3 separate regions of the Salmo salar genome follow, and regions 1 and 3 are each linked to region 2. Evidence: chromatin contacts called from public Hi-C data. All regions are on one chromosome and are shown on one strand. Each heading gives the region's core, a stretch centred on a gene start, on an enhancer-like site or on the middle of the called end of the contact. The rest is flanking DNA. Distances are from core to core; before and after follow the strand shown.

Region 1 (4,809 bases), core at 1,077-3,576, 69 kb before region 2:
GTCTGACCAGGATAATAGAGGTACCAGAGACTAAAGAGCTGTGGGGTCTGACCAGGATAATAGAGGTACTACAGACTAAAGAGCTGTGGGGTCTGACCAGGATAATAGAGGTACTACAGACTAAAGAACTGTGGGGTCTGACCAGGATAATAGAGGTACCAGAGACTAAAGAGCTGTGGGGTCTGACCAGGATAATAGAGGTACTACAGACTAAAGAGCTGTGGGGTCTGACCAGGATAATAGAGGTACCAGAGACTAAAGAGCTGTGGGGTCTGACCAGGATAATAGAGGTACCAGAGACTAAAGAGCTGTGGGGTCTGACCAGGATAATAGAGGTACCAGAGACTAAAGAGCTGTGGGGTCTGACCAGGATAATAGAGGTACTACAGACTAAAGAACTGTGGGGTCTGACCAGGATAATAGAGGTACTACAGACTAAAGAGCTGTGGGGTCTGACCAGGATAATAAAGGTACTACAGACTAAAGAGCTGTGGGGTCTGACCAGGATAATAGAGGTACCAGAGACTAAAGAGCTGTGGGGTCTGACCAGGATAATAGAGGTACCAGAGACTAAAGAACTGTGGGGTCTGACCAGGATAATAGAGGTACCAGAGACTAAAGAGCTGTGGGGTCTGACCAGGATAATAGAGGTACCAGAGACTAAAGAGCTGTGGGGTCTGACCAGGATAATAGAGGTACTACAGACTAAAGAGCTGTGGGGTCTGACCAGGATAATAGAGGTACCAGAGACTAAAGAGCTGTGGGGTCTGACCAGGATAATAGAGGTACTACAGACTAAAGAGCTGTGGGGTCTGACCAGGATAATAGAGGTACCAGAGACTAAAGAGCTGTGGGGTCTGACCAGGATAATAGAGGTACTACAGACTAAAGAGCTGTGGGGTCTGACCAGGATAATAGAGGTACCAGAGACTAAAGAGCTGTGGGGTCTGACCAGGATAATAGAGGTACTACAGACTAAAGAGCTGTGGGGTCTGACCAGGATAATAGAGGTACCAGAGACTAAAGAGCTGTGGGGTCTGACCAGGATAATAAGGCTAACCTGACTTCCAAGCTATTATGTTGCATATGGCTTTCCTTGATATCTTCACATGTAACATTACAAAATGAGTTGGTTGAAAAATAACTGCTTTGTTTCAATATTTGGAAATTAGCAAAAGTTATTGTATTAATTCATTCATTATGGATTGTACGTTACTTTGGAACGACTGACTGTTTTGAATGGGCGCTCCATTCAGTTCTTAGTGGTCCTTTTACGTCATTGTGTTAGCGGGTGGGCTGATACCGTGTGTACCTACCAAATGGCTATTCCATATATAGTGCTCTACTTTTGACCAGATCCCTATGATTCCTGGTCAAAAGTAGTGCACTATACAGGGAATGGGGTATGCCATTTGGGACACAGGCGTGCAGGAGAGTCTATTAAAGCCCCTAACTCTTTAACAGGAAGTGGAAGGGCTGGGTGTCAGATAGAGTTTCCTGTTCGAAAGAACACTGAATATTATAACTTTTTTTGTGTTTTTTTTTGTTGTTGGTACATTGCTTTGTGGCCTGATTGATTTATGTTACAATATCATGTCACATGTAAAGGCAGGTTGTTGTATTGAACTTGTATGAACACTTGGTTGTGTGAAATACCTAAAGTTTGGTGTTTATCTGTTAAGTCTAAGGGCAGTTACTGAATTAGTAAAAATGTACTTTGATGTAACTTAGATAAACATGCAATCTAATCATAGCTTATCAATGTGTCAGTAAGAACACGTTGTGTGTTGACAAAGCACTCCATACTGGACTGACAACAGTATACTTTTTTTATTTATTTTACCAGATAAGTTAACTGAGAACACATTCTCATTTACAGCAATGACCTGGGGAATAGTTACAGGGGAGAGGAATGAGCCAATAGGAAGCTGGGAATGATTAGGTTGCCATGAGAACCAGAGGTTAACATCCCTACTTTTACGATAAGCGTCATGAGATCTTTAGTGACCACAGAGAGTCAGTACACCCGTTTAACATCCCATCCGAAAGGTAGCACCCTACACAGGGCATTGTCCCCAATAACTGCCCTGGGGCATTGGGATTATTATTTTTTTGACCTGAGGAAAGGAGAACCACCTACTGGCTCTGCAACACCACTTACCAGCAGCATCTGGTCTCCCATCTAGGAACCAACCGGGACCAACCCTGTTTAGCTTCAGAGGAAAGCCAGCACTGGGATGCAAGGTGGTATACTGCTGGTGTAAAGTGCATACTCTATGAATGGAGTTTTGGGAAAAGGTGTTGTAGTACTCCTAGTCTACCACTAGTTGTGCTCTAACCCCTCTCTTCAGCCCCCTGGGTGAATGCAGGTGTTCTTTCCCTTTCTGCTGAACCAAAAGCCGACAGAGCCTCTGTCCATTGGCAGCAGATCAGTAGAATTACAGTCCGTGGACTCTCAGGTCTACAACTTGCCAACTAACCACCCACTTGCAGAATATCCCACAGATCAGTGAGAAAGATATCTGGCGTACGTGACTCCGTCTATTCAGTAGTAGGTCAAACACGCAGATCCTCTCTGTCGAAAGGTAGTTACTGTATTAAACAACAGTAGGTTGTAAAAAAACAGTACTTACATTTTTGATGTCACGTCTGTATTCTTTGATGTCTCGACTTTATGAAATGCCTGTAAGTTATATACAGTAACAGTGAGGTAGAAGACACAAGTAAAGATGTTGTTTTACTGTTGGTTATTTCAATGAGTTAGGCGTAGTGTGCCTTGCCTCTCTGAAGTCATGGCATCACACCAAGAACACTAAAGCTGTTTTTATTCATCCCAGTTAATAATAAGGCTTCTAAAGCTGGTAGATAAGCCGTACGTAATTATCCTGCCGTTTAGATTTCCCTAAAGGTACATCCCAATTATTACCCCCGCCTTTACGGAACAGTGGGAGACACCTACTGACTGAGATTCCTGGAATGGTCCCACCTGCCTAAAAAGTTGTTAAGAAATATGTGTGGAATTATTAATTTAGTTTCAGAACAAGGTATTTCCACAAACGGTGTGGTGCCGAACGTGACACTGAAGACAAATAACAACATAGATATTCTGTAGTGTTCGATAAATGTTAAGGGAGTTGCTAATAGGCTTTAGTTTATATTGCATTCAGTTGGATCTGAAATTAGCTGTATTGTGGGGTGTAGGCCCTATGGAAAATAATAACTCCAGGGGGATTTACCATCACGCTCCAGGACTGCGTGAGAGAGGGAGAGGGGGAGAGAGGGAGAGAGAAGGTGTGTGAGTTAGACAGCGAGAGAGAGAGAGAGTGATAGAGAAGAGAAAAGGAAAGGGGGGGGGGGGATACCTAGTCAGTTGTACAACTGAATGCATTCAACTGAAATGTGTCTTCCACATTTAACCCAACCCCTCTGAATCAGAGAGGGGCTGCCATAATCGACATCCACGTATTGAGACAGAGACACAGAGAGAACACGTTTATTGCAGTAGAAAGCGTCCCGTGAAGGTAACAGTACTGTGCTCCTGCATCATGACCCACTTTGTAGTAGGAGATATACAGGACATTCACCAGATTCAGTGTTAAATGACAAGGATGAGGAATGCTAGCAAATAGTTTTTCTCCATCAGAAACAAACAACAATTACTGTCTTGAATAACGATGACATCACTGACCCTATTGACATTTAGGAGAGGGACTCCAACCTATGAACCACTGTATGGTAGTAACCATAAGCATGGATTAAAGTAGACGGGTTTTTTTTGTGGGTGACGTGGAAACTTTCTAATTTTTTAAGTATTGAACTTTGTACGGATTTTTCAGTAGGCTTATGAATCATATTGCTCTTGTTGCAATCCTCTCTAAAGAAGGCATTAAGACTTTGTTTAAAGATCAGGTTTAGTAATTCTGTGTTCTGCTGCAACAGAATGAAGACACAAATCCTGGTCCAAGTTAAGACCTCCATTGGTTCCAAAGACATTCTGTTATTTTGTGCTATTTTTGTTATTGTTGATCAAACATGCATGTTAGCAATACTGCCAACAATTCTGCAACAGAATCGTGACAAGTTGCGAGCTAAGGTCCAAGTCAAGTCCATTGGTTCCAGACATTCTTGTGCTCCTTGTTCTCTTCATATGAAGTGGCTGTGACTCATTCCTTTAGTGTTTTTTTCATAGCCTTTTGTTCTGGGCGTGCGCCAGTGACCGTACTTTGAACCAGCAGCTGGAACAGGGCTGTACAGCCAAAGATAGCTGAAGTGTTGTTTTTGCTTTCTCTGCAGGTCTATGACCGACTCTGTGCCAAGCGGCTGCTAACTAACGCCAGCGTCTATCCTGCCCATGTTGCCAAGCAAGTGACTCTGAGACCTGCACTCCCTCTCAGCCCCACAACAGCAACTGACTCTCCTACGTTGCATCCCAAATGGTACCCTATACCCTATGTAGTGCACTACTTTCACCAGGTCCCCGTTCAAAAGTAGCAAACTATGTAGGGAATAGGGTGCGATTTGAGATGCAGACCTAGTCCTAGTATGACCTGCAGGGGCTCTGACTAACTGATATTTAGAACAACTGACTGGCTGTTGACTAGCTGCTAGCTGGCTCTGACTATCTTCTACCTGGAATGACTGGCTAGCTGCTAGCTGTCTGACTATCTTCCACCTGGAATGACTGGCTAGCTGCTAGCTGGCTCTGACTAGCTGCTACCTGGAATGACTGGCTATCTGCTAGCTGGCTCTGACTAGCTGCTAGCTGGAATGACTGGTTGGCTGCTAGCTGGCTCTGACTAGCTGCTAGCT
Region 2 (5,043 bases), core at 1,961-4,460:
AAAACAAATGTAAAATAGCAGGATTTTCCCCCATAAGCAGCACACCCCAACTGCAAAGAATACAAGCAATGATGTTCTGAATCATGATGATGGTAATCAGTTATCACCAGCGAGGTTATGATAGAGAAGCAACAGGCCTCTCTCTCCATGCAACAGTCCAGGATCTCCTATCACCAGCGAGGTTGAGATAGAGAAGCAACAGGCCTCTCTCTCCCTGCAACAGTCCAGCATCTCCTATCACCAGCGAGGTTGAGATAGAGAAGCAACAGGCCTCTCTCTCCCAGCAACAGTCCAGGATCTCCTAGATCCTCCTTCTCCTCTACTCGTTGTACTGGAGCTCAGGTTTGGTTTCCTAAAGACACGTTGCTTCTTCTTAAGGAATATTGACAGAGAATATCAGTAGATGGTGGCAGGTGGAAACAGTCACAAGATGGTTGAGATATTTTCTAACTACTCAGAGCTTGTACTATCAGCAGTTAGAAGAAGAAATCCACATGGATTTCAGGTAGCAGGTAGCCTAGTGGTTAGAGCGTTGGGCCAGTAACTGGAAGGTTGCTGGATTGAATCCCCGAGCTGACAAGGTAAAAAAAATCTATCGTTCAGCCCCTGAACAAGGCAGTTAACCCACTGTTCCCCGATAGGCTGCCATTGTAAATAAGAATTTGTTCTTAACTGACTTGCCTAGTTAAATGGGGGTGGGATCTAGTGGTGACTGGAGGGCCATCTGTCTTGAGGAAAGATTTCCTTTTTCCTTGGCTGGACCAGGAGAGGTATGGAGAGGCATCCACAGGATCAGATCCCCGGGTCAGCACTGTCTCTTAGCCCTCTCCCCCCTCTGTAGCAGGGGTGGTAGAGAATGGCTGAAGTGTTGGCCCTCCTGGCCCCAGAAGGCCGGAGCCTCACCTCTGTCCCAATGCAAGCGTTCTCCGGCTGGCTACATGTGAGCCCTCTCGTTTAGCGCTTTTGTCTAAAGAGAAAGAGTCTAGATGTCGTAGGACGGGGCTTATCTTAGCGTATAGCTTCAGCCTATAGCCGCTAGTTAGAGCGTCTTTTCATGTGCTCCGTTCATCAATTGTGTGTTTCATCATCTGTTACAGACAGCTTCATTGAAGTTGGCAGCGACGATCAGTTTAGAATGGGAGGTCAAAGGCAGGGCCACCTATACAGCAGAGCCAGCACTGAAGGGACAGGACTGGTCAGGGTTATGGAGTCCCATCTGGGCCTGTTGCTGGTACTGCTGGGCCTGCTGCTGGTACTGGTTGTCCAGCTGCAGGGGGACCAGAGCGTCTGAGTCAGATGGAACCCGTTCCCGGAAGCTCTCCATCTGTTCTGGACTGGCCAGGTTCTTCAGAAGGCTGTTCTCACGTTCTAGCTGGTTGTTCTTCTCAGCCAGCTCTCTGATCTGCTCCTTGAGGATCTCTACCTCCTCCCTGACTGCATACATCAAGTGGTTCTTCACCAGATCCTAAGATAGGAGAGAAGGAATGAGATCTACTGTTAGAGACGTCTGTTTGAGAGAGAGAGAGAGAGAGAGAGAGAGAGAGAGAGAGAGAGAGAGAGAGAGAGAGAGAGAGAGAGAGAGAGAGAGAGAGAGAGAAAGCGTTCTGGGCAACTCATACAATCCGACCACAAATCTCTCCATGTAAGGTGATTCATAGTTTAAGCTTAACCTACCGTGCCTTACAAACACTTGTAGTAACAGGCCATGTGGTTACAGAGACTTGTACCCATATGGCCAGGATTAAGGTTTAAAAGTTGATCTGTAAACTAAATAGGTAATAGTCTGACTGCTATTGTGCACATCTATAGCTTCCTCCCTGTCTGACTCAGAATGCAGCAGAAAGAACATAGTCCCATGCCACATCACATGTATTGAGTGTGCAGTACTGTAGCCACCCAAAGCTGCAGGCACATACAGACTACCATGCTTCTACAGTACTACCGTTTACTAGTACTTGACTGAAGCCTAGTCTACTATGATTATCAACATACAGAAAATGATGACTATGGGCAAAGTGCATGAATGTGGTGGGATATGGAATAGCCCATAGTTTTCTGGGCTACTAATGAGTGATGTTATGAATAATAAAGTGTATAATCCTGCTGCTGATACATACCATTGCCTGTTCTATCTTGTTGTCAATGGCAACAACGCTAGCACCCGAGGCACTGTGGAGGAGAGAAGAAGAGAAGCCATAAGTCAACATATCAAGCCAGAGCATTGGATCAAAAGGAACAAACAGATAGCCTAGTAAGTACAGATGCTCTCTCATATAGATGCTGACACCAGACTGCCTTTATGGCACCAGGATAACTTATTTTCAGTCTTTTGAGATGCAATTGCCACGTAATGCCATCATCGTCACAAATGTTTATTTAATTTGCGTTTAGGCTTTTTTGTGTCTTTGAATGAAACTTGGTACAAGTCTTAACCTATTTGAGATTGGGCATGTGTATGAAAAACCAGTATGCCTGCCTACCACTGTCCTACAATTCAGGTTTTTTTTTTTTTTTTTTTGCAACCTAGCTAGATACATTGTTGCGCACTGCAAACTATGACATGAAATTGATTACTTTGTATCGACATTGCTTCAAGATACTCCACTTTTATGCGTTTGAAAATGCACCCATAGTGCACCCACACGCGGCGGATTGGAGTCAAATTGCATTACTCAAAGTCTGCACAGAATTAGACATTTATAATACGGTATTTCCAATTATATCATAACGAATACCAGCATAACCTTACTTTGCTCAATCTATTTGTAAAGAAAGAAATGTCGAATTATAACAATTTAGATGAAATATTTGAATGAAATATATAACGCACAAATTACGCATCAATAACACACACAATCCAGAGCGGTTTTTCTATTTACCTGTTGTCAAGTTTTACAGACACCACATCTCCTCCTACTAACGAGGAGAAGAAGGAGATGCTGAAGTTATGCAACTGATAGACAGCAACCTCCATTGGCGTTTTGAAGATCTCCGTAGTCAAATTTAGCAGCAGACTCGTTTGGATAATGCTTCTCGCCACGTTTGCGATTGGTTGAGTAGATAAATCTACCTATTCTAGATACAATTCTAGGTTACTGTATTCAGCTTAATCACTCGACTGACTCGACTCGGTTGCTTCTGTTGTGAAGTGAGTTGAGTGTAGTGCGGTAGGTTAATGCCAGTGATGTGAGCCACGTTATGTTTCAGCGAATGGGTCTATTTCTGCTACCGGCGGCGCTTATAACCGAACGGTGTCCTGACGTCATCTGACGCGGAGAATCATTTATGCAAATCCGCCTTATGGCATGATTCTCCCTCTGCCCCCTTTCTGAACTCCCACAAACACAATGAGCACTCAGTTGACCCGGACACCGACTTCATTTACACTTTAAAGCAAACAGGCAACAACAACAAAAAATGCACCAAAAAAAGTGTGTGCTTGTGTGTTTTTCCACACGCAGTTTTTGGGGGAGTGAAAGGGTTTTGGTTGCGTGACATGTCGTATGCAGACTAGGAATTACTGTTTGGTTTTTTCGTTGTTGATTCTCATCAGCTGATAATCTTTTTAAGGAAATGCTACAACGGAATTGTGTATAATTATTATCGGCCTAGTACATCTATTATATTGCTCTTTTTCATTAAATGATTAATTTGTCAGGGATCACGTGCAACAGTAAAGCGACATTATGAAACAGATGGCCTATAGAGCCAAACTAGAATCTGGATATATTGAATGCATTAATAATGCATGTATTATTGGTTTATAACAGGATGTCTACATAATGTTTATTGTTTTGAGTCGGTGTTATCTGCAGGTGCAATAGTAGAAGACATTGCAGCATGTTGCAAACAGAAGTTTTGGGGAAGCCCTTTCTGGTGACCTCCAGGGTACTTTTCCACCCACTGCAAGGCTCTGGTTATTTCCTTCCTCTCCTCTAGAGCTCTGCTTCCACCAGCTGGCGAGAGATGAAATTTCACTTCAGAAATAATATTTACAGGCGTCATATCCTTGGAGGATTTTCATGCATGGAATTTAAATAATATTATATTTAATTTGTAATATAAAATGTGGTTTTGTTGTCCTAATAGGCTCTCACTATCAGGCAAGAGTTTAAGCATAAGGACATCTTATAGGGGTCAATACTGTCATCCATAGATAGACCTACCTAGTTACATGCACCATCATAGCTGCCTTGTTGCTATGTGCAGTCACTATATAGCAACACAGTTATAACTTTAACACCTCTAACACCCCTTTGTGTCACTATTTTAGCTCATATAAGAAAAGTAAGTTGTACTGTACTCCATTTTGTGAGGAAGGAATGAATTATTCTGTAACCCATCGGATCCAATTAGCTAGGCGAGACTCCAGTTTGGTCTACACCAATCAGATCTCACAGAGCCTTGTTGAACATATTAGTATTCATAGTACCTGTCACTTGTGATTTCACACTGTGCTGTGGAGCTACCAGGCTTGGCTGTAAGAAGGGCTAGGATGCATCCCAAATGGCACCCTATTCCCCATTTAGTGCACTACATTTGACCTAAGGCCCATAGGGTAGTGCACTACTTTTGACCAGGGGCCCATAGGGTAGTGCACTGCTTTTGACCTGGGGCCCATCGGGTAGTGCACTACTTTTGACCAGAGGCCCATAGGGTAGTGCACTACTTTTGACCAGGGGCCCATAGGGTAGTGCACTACTTTTGACCAGAGGCCCATAGGGTAGTGCACTACTTTTGACCAGGGGCCCATAGGGTAGTGCACTACTTTTGACCAGGGGCCCCATAGGGTAGTGCACTACTTTTGACCAGGGGCCCATAGGGTAGTGCACTACTTTTGACCAGGGGCCCCATAGGGTAGTGCACTACTTTTGACCAGGGGCCCATAGGGTAGTGCACTACTTTTGACCAGGGGCCCATAGGGTAGTGTACTACTTTTGACCAGGGGCCCATAGGGTAGTGTGTAGGGAATAAGGTGCAGGTTGGGAAGAGTATTACATCTATTGTCTCTGGTTGGAAACTCTCTGGGGGTTAGTCACAGTG
Region 3 (4,721 bases), core at 514-3,013, 100 kb before region 2:
GACCAACCTTTAGCTGTGCGGTGCACACATAGCTACTTCAGTCAGTCCTGTTATAGAGAACACATAGCATCGTTAGTCAGTCCTGTTATAGAGAACACATAGCATCTTTAGTCAGTCCTGTTATAGACAACACATAGCATCTTTAGTCAGTCCTGTTATAGAGAACACATAGCATCTTTAGTCAGTCCTGTCATAGAGAGCACATAGCATCTTTAGTCAGTCCTGTTATAGACAACACATAGCATCTTTAGTCAGTCCTGTTATAGAGAACAAATAGCATCTTCAATCAGTCCTGTTATAGAGAGCACATAGCATCTTTAGTCAGTCCTGTTATAGAGAACACATAGCATCTTTAGTCAGTCCTGTTATAGAGAACACATAGCATCTTTAGTCAGTCCTGTCATATGGATCAAATTTAGAATAGCCACTCCAAACAAAGTATCCCCCTTAGCCGTGACCATGGCATTAAAGCAAAGAAGAGGGAGAAAGTGTTTTTCCTTCCATCGAATGCCTAACCACTGCATCATGTATATTGATTGTGTCCCAAATGGCACCCTATTCCCTATGTAGTGCACTACTTTAACCAGAGTCCTATGGTAGTGCAACATGTAGGGAATAGGGTGCCATTAGGGAGTCACACACATAGCCGCTCTCCTTGAAAGCAGAGGAAAAATATTTACAGTCAGAGACAGAAGTGAATAACACTCAACAAATGTCAAACAAATGACAAAATAGAATTCCAATTTACCATTTAAATATATATATATATATTTTTTTTTACACAGATAGACCCATTTTGACTTTCTCTCCAGATCAGTTGAATGACTCACTTTTGTAATGTTTACAGCCAGTTCTGCTGGACATGTTCAGATTCAGAATTGTTGTTCTAGATCGCCATCATGTGGCAATGGAGAAAATAATTCATTCCTAATACTTGTTCATTCCTGACTTAGTCTGATAAAACAGGTGTCTGTTCTGTAGACTAGTTCTACAGCGCTGTTACTAGCTGTCTTGAAATACCAATTCTGTGGTTAGAGTGTCTGCCCTGAGATTGGAAGGTTGGGAGTTCGATCCCTAGCCGAGTCATTCCAAAGACTGTCGAAATGTGACCCGATGTGTGTCTACTTGTTATTCATCATTAAGGAGATGGATTAGGGGCAATGCCCTGCGATAGACAGGGGATGTACTTGTACATCAAGCTACCTCTGGCTACAGAAACAGGTGATAGGGCCACTGATCCTATGAGCTGTTCTGGCTCACACAAGCCAAAGCTACTTACTAAAAAATACTTAAAATAGTGTTACATTTGAGAGGAAAAAGGGGAATTTATTGATTGGAAAAGGAGGGTGTGTTGGAATATGTTTCTCAACAATTGTATTTTTTTAATAATCCTAGTGCTTACAGGTCCAGGAAAGGCAACTAATACACAGGTAGGTAGTGTGTGTCTTTCTAAGTTAAAGATGGTTATAAACAACAAGAAATCATCAAGGCATGAAAGACAAAATAATCTTATGTGCTGTATTAGTCACATGTTCCGTTATCCTTCAGAGAAAGAGCTATATAATGTATGTTTAGTGTGTGTTTGTACATTTATTGACCTGCGTGTCCCAGCCATAACCATAGACTGTCAGTATTAGACAGATGACTAAATGGCAGAGTACTGCAGGCCCACCTTTTACTGAAGTACCCTATATATCCAGTAGGGGGCAGTATATCCCTTCGGTTTTCTGGTAGAGTACTACAGAGCCATATGTTGTTGCAGTATCCTATATATCCAGTAGGGGCCGGTATAACCCTTCAGTTCTCTCTCCTCTCTCTCTCTCTTCTCTCTTGTCTCAACTATTTGACCTACTTTCAATGTCTGGAACATTGTGTCCTAAACTATTGCGCTCACAAACACACAGGCACACACACGTGCACTCAGACAGTCAGAAACGGTTTGTGGGCCAACTACTAAAAGTCTTGTAGAACGTTTTTTTCAGATTGCTCGTGCCCAGATAAGGCTACGTGTGAAAAGTAATGTTATTTTCCAAACCAATACCAAGCAGCTCAGTTCATTCTTTCAGACATTCATTATGGTAATAGGACGCAATAAGAACCAGAATATATTTGGAACACTGCTGAATCATCCCAATGTACTATAACTAACATCATGAATATAATTCTATAATGTGTATCATTTAATCTCTTTCTTTATGAAAGAACACTTGTTGTAACGATGACCTGTATTCAGTGTTTTGCGTTCTGAAATATAGACGGAGAAGTTGGCAGATTAAAGTTTTTATACATTTTCCACACTCAACACACAAATAGAGAGGATAATTGTGCACTACGCGATCCATTGGAGAAGCTATCAAATCAAGACAGATCCACTGTGTAGAGGATATGAGCCATTGGATTAGCTATTAAATCGAGACAGATACACAGTAGTGTAGAGGACCTCAGACTATATAGGTTATGCAAATTCTAAAACCTGTTCCAGGGTATAATTTGGGAGCTCTTGTGGTGTGTGCTGGACAAACAAAACATGCTTTTACAGTGAGAAGAGGTGACTTTCTGTACTGTAAGACATATTTAACAGCAATCTAATTTTGTTGAGAGTGTCACAATGTGTAGCATGCATGAGAAATCTGGTTTCAGCTCCAGTACAGCAGGTTACGTGTGTAACCGTTTCTGAATGAGGGGACACATCTGCTGCGAGGACATTGTGTTGTGTGTGTATATATACAGTTGAAGTTGGAAGTTTACATACACTTAGGTTGGAGTTATTAAAACTCATTTTTCAACCACTCCACAAATTTCTTGTTAACAAACTATAGTTTTGGTAAGTCGGTTAGGACATCTACTTTGTGCATGACACAAGTAATTTTTCCAACAATTGTTTACAGACATTATTTCACTTATAATTCACTGTATCACAATTCCAGTGGGTCAGAAGTTTACATACACTAATTTGACTGTGCCTTTAAACAGCTCGGAAAATTCCACAAAATGATGTCATGGCTTTAGAAGCTTCTGATAGGCTAATTGACATAATTTCAGTCAATTGGAGGTGTACCTGTGGATGTATTTCAAGGCCAACCTTCAAACTCAGTGCCTCTTTGCTTGACATCATGGGAAAATCAAAAGAAATCAGCCAAGACCTCATAAAAAAAATTGTAGACAAGTCTGGTTCATGGGATCAATTTCCAAACGCCTGAAGGTACCACATTCATCTGTATAAACAATAGTACGCATGTATAAACACCATGGGACCAAGCAGCCGTCATACCGCTCAGGAAGGAGACGCGTTCTGTCTCCTAGAGATGAACGTACTTTGGTGCGAAAAGTGCAAATCAATCCCAGAACAACAGCAAAGGACCTTGTGAAGATGCTGGAGGAAACAGGTAGAAAAGTATCTATATCCACAGTAAAACGAGTCCTATATCGACTTATATTTTTTTTTCCAAGATGGCGTAGCAGTTCAGACGTCCTCTACCCTCCTCTTGTCGTGTCCCGTGTATATATATATTTACATATTTTTTCTTCACTTATCTTTTTATATATATTTTTTTTTATTCTAAAAACTCAACCTCAAAGCACTCTCCTGCAACCCGCCTCACCAATTTAAAAAAGAAAGTATTATTTACCTCATCTGAATTCCACAACAGAAGCTAGCCTCTATGGGCTAGGTGGGACGCTACGTAACAGCCACTGCCAGCCTGTGGCGCGATTTTCAAAACCTTAAAAATCCTATTACTTCAATTTCTCAAACATATGACAATTTTACAGCCATTTAAAGACAAGACTCTCGTTAATCTAACCACACTGTCCGATTTCAAAAAGGCTTTACAACGAAAGCAAAACATTAGATTATGTCAGCAGAGTACCAAGCCAGAAATAATCAGACACCCATTTTTCAAGCCAGCATATAATGTCACCAAAACCCAGAAGACAGCTAAATGCAGCACTCACCTTTGATGATCTTCATCAGATGACAACCCTAGGACATTATGTTATACAATACATGCATGTTTTGTTCAATCAAGTTCATATTTATATCAAAAACCAGCTTTTTACATTAGCATGTGACGTTCAGAACTAGCATACCCCCGCAAACTTCCGGGAATTCGCTAACATTTTACTAAATTACTCACGATAAACGTTCACAAAAAGCATAACAATTATTTTAAGAATTATAGATACAGACCTCCTCTATGCACTCGATATGTCCGATTTTAAAATAGCTTTTGGTGAAAGCACATTTTGCAATATTCTAAGTACATAGCCCAGGCATCACGGGCTCGCTATTTAGACACCCGGCAAGTTTAGCACTCACCATAATCATATTTACTATTATAAAAGTTTGATTAGCTTTTGTTGTCTTCGTCAGAATGCACACCCAGGACTGCTACTTCAATAACAAATGTTGGTTTGGTCCAAAATAATCCATCGTTATATCCGAATAGCGGCGTTTTGTTCGATGCGTTCCAGACACTATCCGAAATAGTAAAGAAGTGTCGCGCGCATGGCGCAATTCGTGACAATAAAATTCTAAATATTCCATTACCGTACTTTCGAAGCATGTCAACCGCTGTTTAAAATCAATTTTTACGACATTTTTCTCGTGAAAAGCGATAATATTCCGACAGGGAATCTCCTTTTCGGCAAACAGAGGAAAAAAATCCCAAAGGCGGGGCGGTCGGGGTCACGCGCATAAGCCCAGTGTCCCTTGATCGGCC

The links. A called contact is a pair of places that touch in the nucleus more often than the background predicts.
Region 1: a Hi-C map of muscle shows a contact between it and region 2, with 9 times the contacts expected there. The contact joins two enhancer-like sites. A contact is called at or near these places in 2 of 3 Hi-C or Micro-C datasets (gill and muscle).
Region 3: a Hi-C map of muscle shows a contact between it and region 2, with 15 times the contacts expected there. The contact joins two enhancer-like sites. A contact is called at or near these places in 2 of 3 Hi-C or Micro-C datasets (gill and muscle).

The regions. Positions count from the first base shown.
Region 1 is chrssa05:7,375,210-7,380,018 of Ssal_v3.1, forward strand. No RefSeq gene overlaps it. Among protein-coding and RNA genes, the nearest start is that of LOC106604170, 130 kb to the right of the region's middle. Within about 2 kb of position 2,327, at least 7 of the 13 cell types and tissues checked have an H3K27ac peak or open chromatin away from gene starts, as enhancers often do. A contact at or near this core is called in gill and muscle, where this site is marked.
Region 2 is chrssa05:7,443,376-7,448,418 of Ssal_v3.1, forward strand. LOC106604170 reads right to left here. Exons shown (of 3, transcript XM_014198590.2): 2 at 2,118-2,169; 3 at 1-1,465. The coding sequence ends at 1,160. Among protein-coding and RNA genes, the nearest start is that of LOC106604170, 58 kb to the right of the region's middle. Within about 2 kb of position 3,211, at least 12 of the 13 cell types and tissues checked have an H3K27ac peak or open chromatin away from gene starts, as enhancers often do. A contact at or near this core is called in gill and muscle, where this site is marked.
Region 3 is chrssa05:7,341,673-7,346,393 of Ssal_v3.1, forward strand. No RefSeq gene overlaps it. Among protein-coding and RNA genes, the nearest start is that of LOC106604170, 160 kb to the right of the region's middle. Within about 2 kb of position 1,764, at least 5 of the 13 cell types and tissues checked have an H3K27ac peak or open chromatin away from gene starts, as enhancers often do. A contact at or near this core is called in gill and muscle, where this site is marked.